Regions from separate parts of the Anas platyrhynchos genome. Here region 2 is linked to region 1. Evidence: chromatin contacts called from public Hi-C data. All regions are on one chromosome and are shown on one strand. Each heading gives the region's core, a stretch centred on a gene start, on an enhancer-like site or on the middle of the called end of the contact. The rest is flanking DNA. Distances are from core to core; before and after follow the strand shown.

Region 1 (5,342 bases), core at 2,808-5,307:
GTGAAGAAGTCCTTTCTGAAGATCTTCTAAGATCAGCCCAGTCTGCTGAGCTAAGGAGGCCACTCTTGCAGAGGATATGCAGGACACAAAGGATTATTTGAGTTGCCGCTGGCGCAACGCGTCTTCTAGACTGAAGCATCTGTTCAAAGTACAAATATTAAGCCCTGGAAAGGTCACAGTCCCCACGGCTGATGCGAAAGAAGCCTGGAGTTCAGAGAGAAATGCACACGCTCCAAAGGAAAGACTGCATGGCTACAAGGGCTTCACAGAAGGAAGACTTCCAGAACCTAGGGTGAAGAGGGAAATGGACCCCTCTACTCAATGTCACAAGACTGAGAAGAGAAAAACTGGGATATATTGCCCATAACCACACTCTGCTGTCATGCAGCTGTGTGGCTGAAACAACAACAACAACAACAACACTGTATCTATACTTGAAGCAGGAGAAAGACGTGGAGCCAGGCCAATAGGACACCAAGCATCTTCCATAGACGTACTTAGCTCCTTAACTAGGAAAACTGCTTCATCCCAGAAATGGTAGAAATGGTCTTACTGATATAATGTGTGCTCAGAAAGCCAGAAGGATAACTACTGACACGGATATATACCTTTAAATCTGTGACTGGCAGAATGCTGGGCTGACCCAACGTGCTACCTTCAAACACCAGTTACCTGAGAAGAGATTCCTCACTCGAGTTATGAAGTCCTGGTAAGTGGCAGGAAGTGAAGAAGGTTCTGAAATGATTAGTGCCAGGTTTATCACATCAGTAGTCTATCCACTTCCGTACTACTTCTTGTACAGCAGTTTCCACTACTAGAAATTTTAAAGAAAAAAATGAGAGAACGGGAAGACCTGACAAGTCTTTACTACTCTTTACTAAGTAGAAGCCTTAAAGCATGAATGAAATGTAATTTTCCCTCTAATTTATTGATCTCTGTTCTATTGCTTTGATAAAGGAGAAAGTAAATATGAAAATACAAGTATTTATTTATGATTTTATATTTGTCTGTTGTACCATATCCTCTTGTTTTTCCTTTAGATGACAATTTATTTTTTTTTCCTAATACCAACAATAACAGCCATCAGTCTGTGAAACCCCCTGTTTCTACAGCATGCTTTCTGCTGTAGCCATGCACCTTTGGGATCTTTTGGATCCTTTAGGTTCCAATTACAACCATTTCTGCACTGGTCCTAAGTCTACTCTGTTGACAGCATAGATGTAAATGCACACCACAAAAATGGGAAACAGGAAGGATTGTATTTCTCATTATACAGAGAAAGAGACAGAAGGAGAGGCAAAATAGTCAACCAGGGTTGACTGTAAGGTGAGTTTATGTCCCATCAGGATACTGTAATTCAGTGTTTTCAGAGCTGTAGATTGTGTCACCTTTTATCTACTGAACTAAGAAAACTTTTATATTGTCTTGTTTTCTTTTACATCTGTTCCGTTTTTCAAGTCTGTAAAAAATAATAATGTTTCTCTCAAATCTTATTTCTCCATGCTGGATGCTTTCCTCCTCTTTTTTTTTTTTTTTTTTTGGTGTGTGTGTGTGTGTGTGTATGTACTTTTTCCCTCTTTTTTTTTTTTTTTTTTCCTAAAGAATTCTACTTATTATTGTTCTTTTTGATGCCAAATATTCAGCTTTCTGAGAGGTTTGTCTTTTTGGAAGAGAAAACCAAGTATTTCTCAGGAGCTGGTCTTTGTATTCATGAGAAATATATACAAGCTCCTGATTTAAAGTGGGACACTGAAATGTCAACCTATCCTTAGAAGCTTTTTGAATGATAATAAAAATAATATAACAATTCCCCTCTTGACAGTCCATTCTTTCCTAAAGAAAAAAAAAAAAGAAAAAAAGATGTGATAACTCATTATTATGTGGAACAAAGTAGAAAGAATTAGATTTGAGAAAAATGGTCAGAACCTTTTAAAAGACATTTTATCTTGGCCCAAGCTGTTACATTCCTATATCAGTAAGCTTGGGTACAACAAGCAAAATAAAAGTAGAGCACTATTGAGCACAAGTGCACACATGCATGAGAACATGGTAATATTTTTAAATGTCAGAAAACAAACAAACAAACAAACAAACAAAAACACAAACACATGAAAAATACACCACCACCACCAAAAAAGGTACATACTGTAGCATACTGTAATACAGTAACTGGTATAATAAGTTTCTATGAGATTTGTAGTTACTTATGGTGAGCAACAGAGAAATTACTCTGCCACAGCACGTTACCATTCACACAGAATGGCAAAGAGGTTTTAGTGTAAAATATATACATGTATAGTGTGTGCATTTTAGTGTAATGTATTGTGTGTGCACGTATCTTAGGCCAAAGCCTGATGATGCTGATGTGGGAGTCCTTGGGTAGAAGCAGGTGATTCTGCACCTTTGTTACCTCGCAGAGTGCGAGTGTTGGCTTTCCTCTACTTGGGCTAAGAGCTGTGCTCTGATCGCACGCTAAAGCAGAGAGAGAAGTGTCAAAAGTGGCTCAAAGCAACCTCTCAATTTCTGGGGGGATGAGGGGGATGAGAAATGATTGTTTAACACCTTCCATGGCTTTAAGGTATAATTTCATGGGTGGTTTAATCCAACCCATGGCTGTGCTGTTACTGAGTGGGGTGGTTTCTCAATTCCCACTGCCACACTTCCAGATCTCCTCGCTATCCGCGTTTATCCTAGCCATACAAATTTATTTACTTTTTACTTATTGTGTGGCTAGGTGCTTCAATTAGTTTGTTTCTGATGTAAAAAGAGGCAGGAGGACTGAATGGCTGGAAGTGGAGAGGCAGCGGACTGCTATTTTCAGCAGCAACAAACTTCTAGCTTGGTCGAACTGCTTGTGATACTGTGTTTGTAAAGCGGTGATTAGGTTTCTGAGGGACTTTGGTTGTTGCTGTACCTGCGTCCCCACCTTTGGGCGTTTAATTTTACCTTTTAAGCTGAAAGATACTAGAAGAGGAGAAAATGCTGATGGAACAGGTGTTGGTAATGTGGCCTATTTTCCTCAAGGAGGCTGGCCGTGAACTAAAACGATTATAATATCACAGGATGGAATTAAAACACGAAATAAAGGCCGTACTCTACTTTTTGACCCTTGGCGGGCGTTTATGAAACGAAACGAAACCCGACAGCGCGTAAAGAAGCCCCGGTGACGGTTCGGGCTGGTTGCGCGGGCTCCCCTCACGGAGCACACCCACGGCACGCCGCGCCAGGCAACTTTCGGGGGCTCATTTTGGGGCGGAAAACCTTGATTTCGGGGGCCGGGAGGGAACCCTGCCCGCCCGGCGCCCCCTTCAGGACGGGGAAGGCGCCGCCTCCTCCTCCCCCCCCCCCAAGAGCCGTTACCGGCCTCGCGCCCCGCCCCTCCCCCCGGCGCGCCGGGGCCATCCCGGCCGGCAGCGTCACCGCCGGGGGGCGGGGCGGCAGCGGTCGCCATGGCAACGGCGGGCCCCGCCCCGCCCCTTCCCCCTTCCCCTCCCTCCCTCCCTCCCCACGTCAGCGCCGTCTCCCGCCCGGGCGGGGTGCGCCGCGTGATTGACAGTTGCCCCGGCAACGGGCTCGCCCCCGCCGCCATTTTGTCAGTTAGCTTTTTTTTTTTTTCCTTTTTCAAAAAAAGCTTTTTTCAAAAATAAAAAAAAAAAAACACCTTCCCGCCTGAATCGCTTGTGTGATATTTTAATTATTATTATTATTATTTTGTTTTCCCTTTTCCTTTCGCACCTTGCCAAAAAATAATAATAATAATAAAAAATGGGGAAATAAATCGTGCGCGTGCCGCCGCCGCGCCTCTCTCCCCGCTCCCTCTCCGTGAGGCGAGAAGCGGAGCCCCCCGGGGTGGGCACGGGGCTGGGGCTGGGGCTGGGGCTGCGGCGCCGGTTCGTGAGGAGGAGGAGGAGGAGGAGGAGCGGGCAGGCAGCGAGGGGGAGGAGGTAGCGGCTGGCAGGCGGGGGAGGGAGGGAGGGAGCGAGGAGTTCCCGGGGGCTCGGTACGGCGCTGCGCTTCCCCCCCACCCCTCCTCCTCCTCCTCCTCCTCCTCCTCCTCCTCCTCCTCCTCCTCCCCCGCCCGCCGCTGTCCCCGCGCTGCCTGGCCGGGGCTCAGGCCGCCGCTGCCGCCGCCGAGCCGCTCCGCTCTGCCCCGCTCCGCTCCGCTCCGCTCCGAGGCGAGGCCGGGCCCCGCCGCTGCCGCCGCCGCCGCCGCCGGGCGCTGCGCAGGTTTGGAACGCGCGCCATTTTGTGAGCGATAGAAAACCCAGCCCGGCCGGGCAGCGCCGCGGATCCGCCCGCCGGGCCGGGCCGGGCCGGGCCCCCCCTTCCTCCTCCTCCTCCTCCTCCTCCTTCTCCTTCTCCTCCTCCTCCTGCTGCTGCTGCCTGGAGGAAGGCTCGCAGCGGGCAGCCCCGGCCGCGGGACGCTGCCTGCCGTGTGCCCCCAGCCGCGCAGGGCCCGAGCGCGGCGGGGCGGCCGGGCTGCGGACCGACAGGGAGGCGCCGCCACCACCGCCACCGCCACTGCTGCTACCACTGCACCGGGCGCTGCGGGGAGAGAGGCCTCGACCGAGCGGGAGGAGCCGCGCACGGAGCTTGGGGCCCGCCGCCCCCCGCACGGGTAAGCCCGCAGCCGGCAGCTGGGGCCGCCTCCCGGCTCGGCTCGGCTCGGCTCGGCACGGCCCGGCCGAGGGGGGCGCAGCGCGGGGCGGGGGGCAGCCCCGCTGCCATCTTAGGCGCGGAGGACGAGGAGGAGGCGGCGGAGCCGGCAGGGCCCGCGGCCTCTCCCCGCCGCGGCCGGGGATAGGGAGGGAAGGAGGGAGGGAAGGAGGGAAGGGAGGGAAGGAGCTCGCCGCCATCCCCCCGGCCCCGCTGCGCAACGCCCTGCGGGGGGCGGGCGGCGGAGCCGGGCCATCAGCTGGGCAGGCACCTGTTGTGGCCCCGGCTGCGGGGGGCTCCCCCTTCCCCCCCCCGGGGCCGCAGCGGGTGCGGGAGGGCTGCGAGCCGGCCCCCGGGGGCTGTCACCCCGCCGGGGGGGTGCGGGGAGGGCGAGGAGCCCGGGCTGAGCAGGCGGCTGGGGGGGCTGCCAGGGTTAAGGGGAGCCCACCCCAGGCTTGCCCTGGCGCCGCCGCGGCAGCAGAAGGCACGATTGGGAGCCCCCCGGCATGTGGAATTTGGAAATTGTGGGGTTTTGCGTTTTTGGAGGCGCAGACGGCTTTGAAGTTGTCGGTTGAGCCCGTCCAAGGGCTGTGTTAAGGGGTTCTTTGATGGTGTGTCTGGGTTGCTGCTGTGACTTAGTTCTCCCATTGCTCCGCGGTCATTGGGGGAAATAAGCATTCATTGTT
Region 2 (4,750 bases), core at 1,454-3,953, 67 kb after region 1:
TGGGATTTTACTACTACTACTTTACTACTTTTTATCACAAAGAGATAAAGTGAGCATAGTTAGGAAGAATGATTACAGGTGCTTTTGAGCTGTCAAGATCAGTGTTTTTTCCTTTCTGCTTTTTTGGGTTGCTAGAACTGATGAAGTAGCTTCTTAACTAATAGCAGTAGTCACAGAAGTGAGCATCTCCCTATGTAAAAGACAAATCTTGCTTTCTTTAAAGGGGCACAGCCCAGTGGTGTAGACTTCAACACCACAAGATGGGTTTCAAAGCTTAAAATCCAGAAGTCTGTAAGTCGTAGCTTCAGAAGTTGATGCAGGGTAATGAGGCATGTTCCATTTAAAAAGGATGGAGAATGAAGTCTTTTGCTGCTGCCAGATTTGTCTGTTCCTCTGTCCAAGGTGGCTTTGGTAGAAAAATCTGCAGTACTACCAAGAGATACTCTGTTGGTATTGCTCTGTAGAATGGAACTTGTGCAGAAAAAGATTAGAGGGAATGGAATATTCAAACTACGCGCCAGGATATTTGATACTAAGATTTGGAGAGCCATAAAGACTAGGGCTGTGTGAAGAATGGAAAAGTGAATGGAGCTGGCAAAGGATGTTTTTACTTTCATATGAGCCACACAGTAGGAGGAATAAATTTGGTCATATATAACAGTATTGAGCTTGAGAAATCTGCAAAGATTTTTAATGAGACTTTCATTAGCCTAAAGGTCCCCTGAAACCTTCACAGTGAAGTTAGTGAATCAGTCTGCCAAATACAAAAAGTTTCTGTGTTCCTTAAACCTTTCCAGGGTACTCACCCGAGTGTTATAATCTGGCATCACATCTGTGAGCTGTAGTGTACGTTAGTGCTTAGTTATTTTGGAACCGAAAAGCAAAATCATTGAACTTTAAGATGTATCAGCACCCTTTGTCATTTTTGATTGCAACGGCTTTAAATGGTAGTTGAATAATAGGAGGCTTAAGAATAGCTTTCAGAGAGTAGCCAAGAATTGTAGTTAGCCAAAAAAATGCAGCCCACCAAGAGGTGGATGTAAATACTAGGGAAAAGGTGGTGATTGGTTCTGGTAAAAATGATCAGTTGGTCACCTTCAGGTAAGGACAATCAAGCTGTCTTTGCAACATAAATAGTATGTTAGATTTTTTTTTTTCCAGTTCCATCCTGTTTTTTTTTTCCTGTACTGCAGCTTCTGTCATACTATTTTACTATAACTGCATTGAAGTCCTCATAGTCCTCTGCCTAAGCAGCTATGAATTGAGCTCCTTTAATCCTTTGCAAGTAGCTTTTAGTTCCATGGACTTTGATTATGGGCAACTTCTTGAAGTCTTCTGCCTTCTCGTTTTTCACAAGTCTATTTTTTTTTTTTTTTTTAATTCTTGTGATTCTCCTACCAGTATGTCACATAGAGAGTTATGGAGGTTCTCTATGGGCCTTTTTTTTTGGGGGGGTGTCTCCATATCTCTTTGCCTTTGCATGTATTTCTGGTTAATCTCATCTGCAAATCCAAATTCAGCTAACATCTTTATTCTAGTGACTCAAATAATCAGCTCTACACCTTGTCTCTCTGCAAGCAAAATTCTCCTTCGTTCTTTTTCATAGCTCTTTTGTTAGATGTCTAGCTGTCAGTTCTAGTTCATCTTGATTAAAACCTAACTCTTATTCTTGTATCTTCTTATAAAAGCTGGGAACCTCCATTGTTGAAGGTTTTGTACTTATATTTATCCACTGCTGTGGACAACGCTATCATGTGGTCTTTAACTCAGGATGAAATCTACATACCATCTAGGTTTTCATGGCTAAACAATACATACATCTTACACATTCTTTCTTGATGACTCTTCTACAGAAAGCCTTTTTATTCGTGGTATTGCCTTGAATGGTCTGCAACTTGCTTTTCTCTGTCCTGCATATGTCACTTATGAACAACTCTTGCAGAGATCATTTTTTGAACCATCTCAGTGTAGTTTCTTTGTTCCTCTGTTGGAATCCCACCATCAGCCATTAGTTCTTTCTGTTGTCAAGTGCTCGTCTGTTATTAAAGCCTGGAACACCAGACTGGCCTTTTAGTGATGGCAAACTCTACTCTCGTAATCATAGAATATCCCGAGCTGGAAGGGGGGACCCATAAGGATCGAGTCCTGCTCCTGGCCTCACACAGGTCTACCCCAAAATTCAGACCATAAGGTGGTATATGTCAGTTTTCAAGTACATATGGTTAAAGGAGATCATGTTTTTGATTTGGGCAGCAAATGTGATTTAAAGAATTTGACTTACATGTGCACAAATAAAAGAACAAAAATGACCGTGTTAAATAGGGAGTGCGCTGAATTTCTGTTGCAGAGGGTTTAACAGGTTTGTTTAATTGCTGTAAAAAACAGCAGAAAGGAAAAGGCAACTTTCAGCAGATCTGGGAAGGATAATTCTTAAAGTGTAGATCCTTTTAATGCGATGTCTTGCACCCCATTAGAGAAGAAGTTAGGGCTCAGCTTCAGTTTCCCCATTCCCTGACCAGCAGCCTAGGCGACTGGCTCCGCTTCGGTGCCACCAGCTGCAGCACCCTAAATGTAGCCGGTTTGGGTGTAAATGCCCGCTGCCGAGACATCAAGCTGCCAGCCCTTTTGCTGGACACACCGGGAAGGGAAGGGAAGCAGGGGTCTCCGGCTGCCCGGCAAAATCCTTTCCCGAGCTCCGGCCACCATCTGCTGGCCAGAGCCGAGCACTGCACTGCCAGCCTTGGGTGGTGCAGGTGTCTCCTGCGAGGGAAGCCTGCCCTCCCCTCTCCCAAATACTCCATGGTTCGAATAAACTCAGATCTCACCGAGTAAAAAGTCTGTTAAATAATTTGAGGAGCCAGCCCAGCGTATCTTTGAGAGGGTCTTGAAGTGAAGGAGTCGGGAATGCAGGCGTCAAAAAGGTTGATTGCTGCATTTTGTAAGCAGGGTATTTCCTTCCAGTCCTGATAAACCTGACTTGCTTGAAAATACAACCCAGGAAGAAGTCTCACTTTTTGAGATCCTGAAAATTTATAGAACGAATAGATATTAAAATAGATAATAAATATTTAATAGCATATAGTATTTTCTCTTAGAAAATAAGTTTCTTCAGGCTGCTGCCAGGTAATAAGGGTAATGTTTGTCAGTTGCTTAAAGTTGCTGTTAGCTTCTGGCATTTAGAACAGCAACACTTGCTGGAAGCAATGTCATTTTGATAAATAGCAAAGATTAAAAAACTGTAGAATAGTTTGGGTTGGAAGGGATGTTAAAGACCATCTAATTCCACCCCCCTGCCATGGGCAGGGACACCTCCACACCTCCCACCAGACCAGGTTGCCCAAAGCCCCATCCAGCCTGGCCTTGAACACTTCCAGGGATGGGGCATCCACAGCTCACAGTAAAGAATTCCTTCCTTAAATCTACTTTAAACCTGCCCTTTTCTAGTTTAAATCTATTAGGCCTTGTCTGTCGCTGTACTCCCTGATGATAAAGATTCCTTCTCCAGGTTTCTTATAGGCCGTCTTTCAGTCCTGGAAGGCTGCTCTAAGGTTTCCCTGGAGTCTTCTCTTCTCCAGGCTGACCAACCCCAACCCTCTCAGCCTGTCTTGATAGGAGAGGTGCTCCAGTCCTCTGAGCCTCCTTGTGGGCCTCCTCTGGACTCATTCTAACAGGCCCATGTCCTTCTTGTGCTGGGGACCTCAGAGCTGAACGCAGAGCTCCAGGTGGGGTCTTATGAGAGCAGAGCAGAAGGGGAGAATCACCTCCCTCACCCTGCTGGCCACACTGACACAGCCCAGGTTGTGCTTGCAGCCCCGGAGAAAGCCACATTGCCTGGCTCATGTTGAGCTTCCTGTCAACCAGCACCCCCAGGACCTTCTCCTCAGGACTGCTCTATAATCTGTTTTCTGCTCAGCTGTGTTCATGTTTGGGAGTGCCCCAGCCCAGATGCAGGGCCTTGCACTTGGCCTTGTTGAACCTCATGAGGTTCACACAGCCCCACCTCTCAGCCTGCCCAGGTCCCTCTGGATGGCATCCCTTCCCTCCAGCATGTTGACCACACCACTCAGCTTGGTGTCGTGGGCAAACTTGATGAGGGTACACTCGATCCCAGTGTCCATGACACCAGCAAAGATGTTAAAAAGCATATTGTGTCCCAATATTGGCCCCTGAGGAACACCACTCGTCACTGGTCTTCACCTGGACATGGAGCCGTTGACCACAACTCTTGGAGTGCAACCATCCAGCCAATTCCTTACTCACTGAGTGGTCCATTTGTCAAATCCATGTCTCTCCAATTTAGAGACAAGAATCTCATGTGGGACAGTGTCACGATCTGCCGTTAGTGAAGCCTTGTTGGCTGTCTCCAGTCACCTTTATTTTGCATACGCCTTTGCATATTTTCCAGGAGGATCTGCTCCATGATCTTGACAGGCACAGAGGTGAGATCGACCGTCCTGTATTTCCCTTGGTCATCTTTTGCTTTTCTGTTTTTAAAAATGAGAGTTATCTTCCCCCTTTTCCAGTCAGCAGAAACTTCAGCGGACAGCCACGGCTTTTCAAATATCACAGACAGTGGCTTAGCAACTTCTTCTGCCAGTTCCCTCAGGACCTGTGGATGTAACTCATCAGGTCCCTTGGACGATAATCTCCCTTATGCTTCTTTTTCTTTTTTTTCTTTTCTTTTTTTTCATTCTATTGCCAACTGAGTCTTTTTTTTTTTTCTTGTTCAAGTTCTTGTAATGATTTTCAT

What was found. Hi-C and Micro-C count contacts between places; a contact is called where the count stands out from the background.
Region 2: a Hi-C map of subcutaneous adipose tissue shows a contact between it and region 1, with 2.4 times the contacts expected there. The contact joins the enhancer-like site here to the promoter of DYRK1A in region 1. A contact is called at or near these places in 2 of 8 Hi-C or Micro-C datasets (liver and subcutaneous adipose tissue).

The regions. Positions count from the first base shown.
Region 1 is chr1:112,582,072-112,587,413 of IASCAAS_PekinDuck_T2T, forward strand. It overlaps DYRK1A (dual specificity tyrosine phosphorylation regulated kinase 1A), which reads left to right and starts at 4,058. Exons shown (of 12, transcript XM_027449121.3): 1 at 4,058-4,618. It overlaps LOC110351543 (a long non-coding RNA gene), which reads left to right. Exons shown (of 3, transcript XR_011804670.1): 3 at 1-1,000.
Region 2 is chr1:112,650,853-112,655,602 of IASCAAS_PekinDuck_T2T, forward strand. All of the region lies in intron 3 of DYRK1A (dual specificity tyrosine phosphorylation regulated kinase 1A), which reads left to right. Among named protein-coding and RNA genes, the nearest start is that of DYRK1A, 67 kb to the left of the region's middle. Within about 2 kb of position 2,704, at least 1 of the 8 cell types and tissues checked has an H3K27ac peak or open chromatin away from gene starts, as enhancers often do. A contact at or near this core is called in subcutaneous adipose tissue, where this site is marked.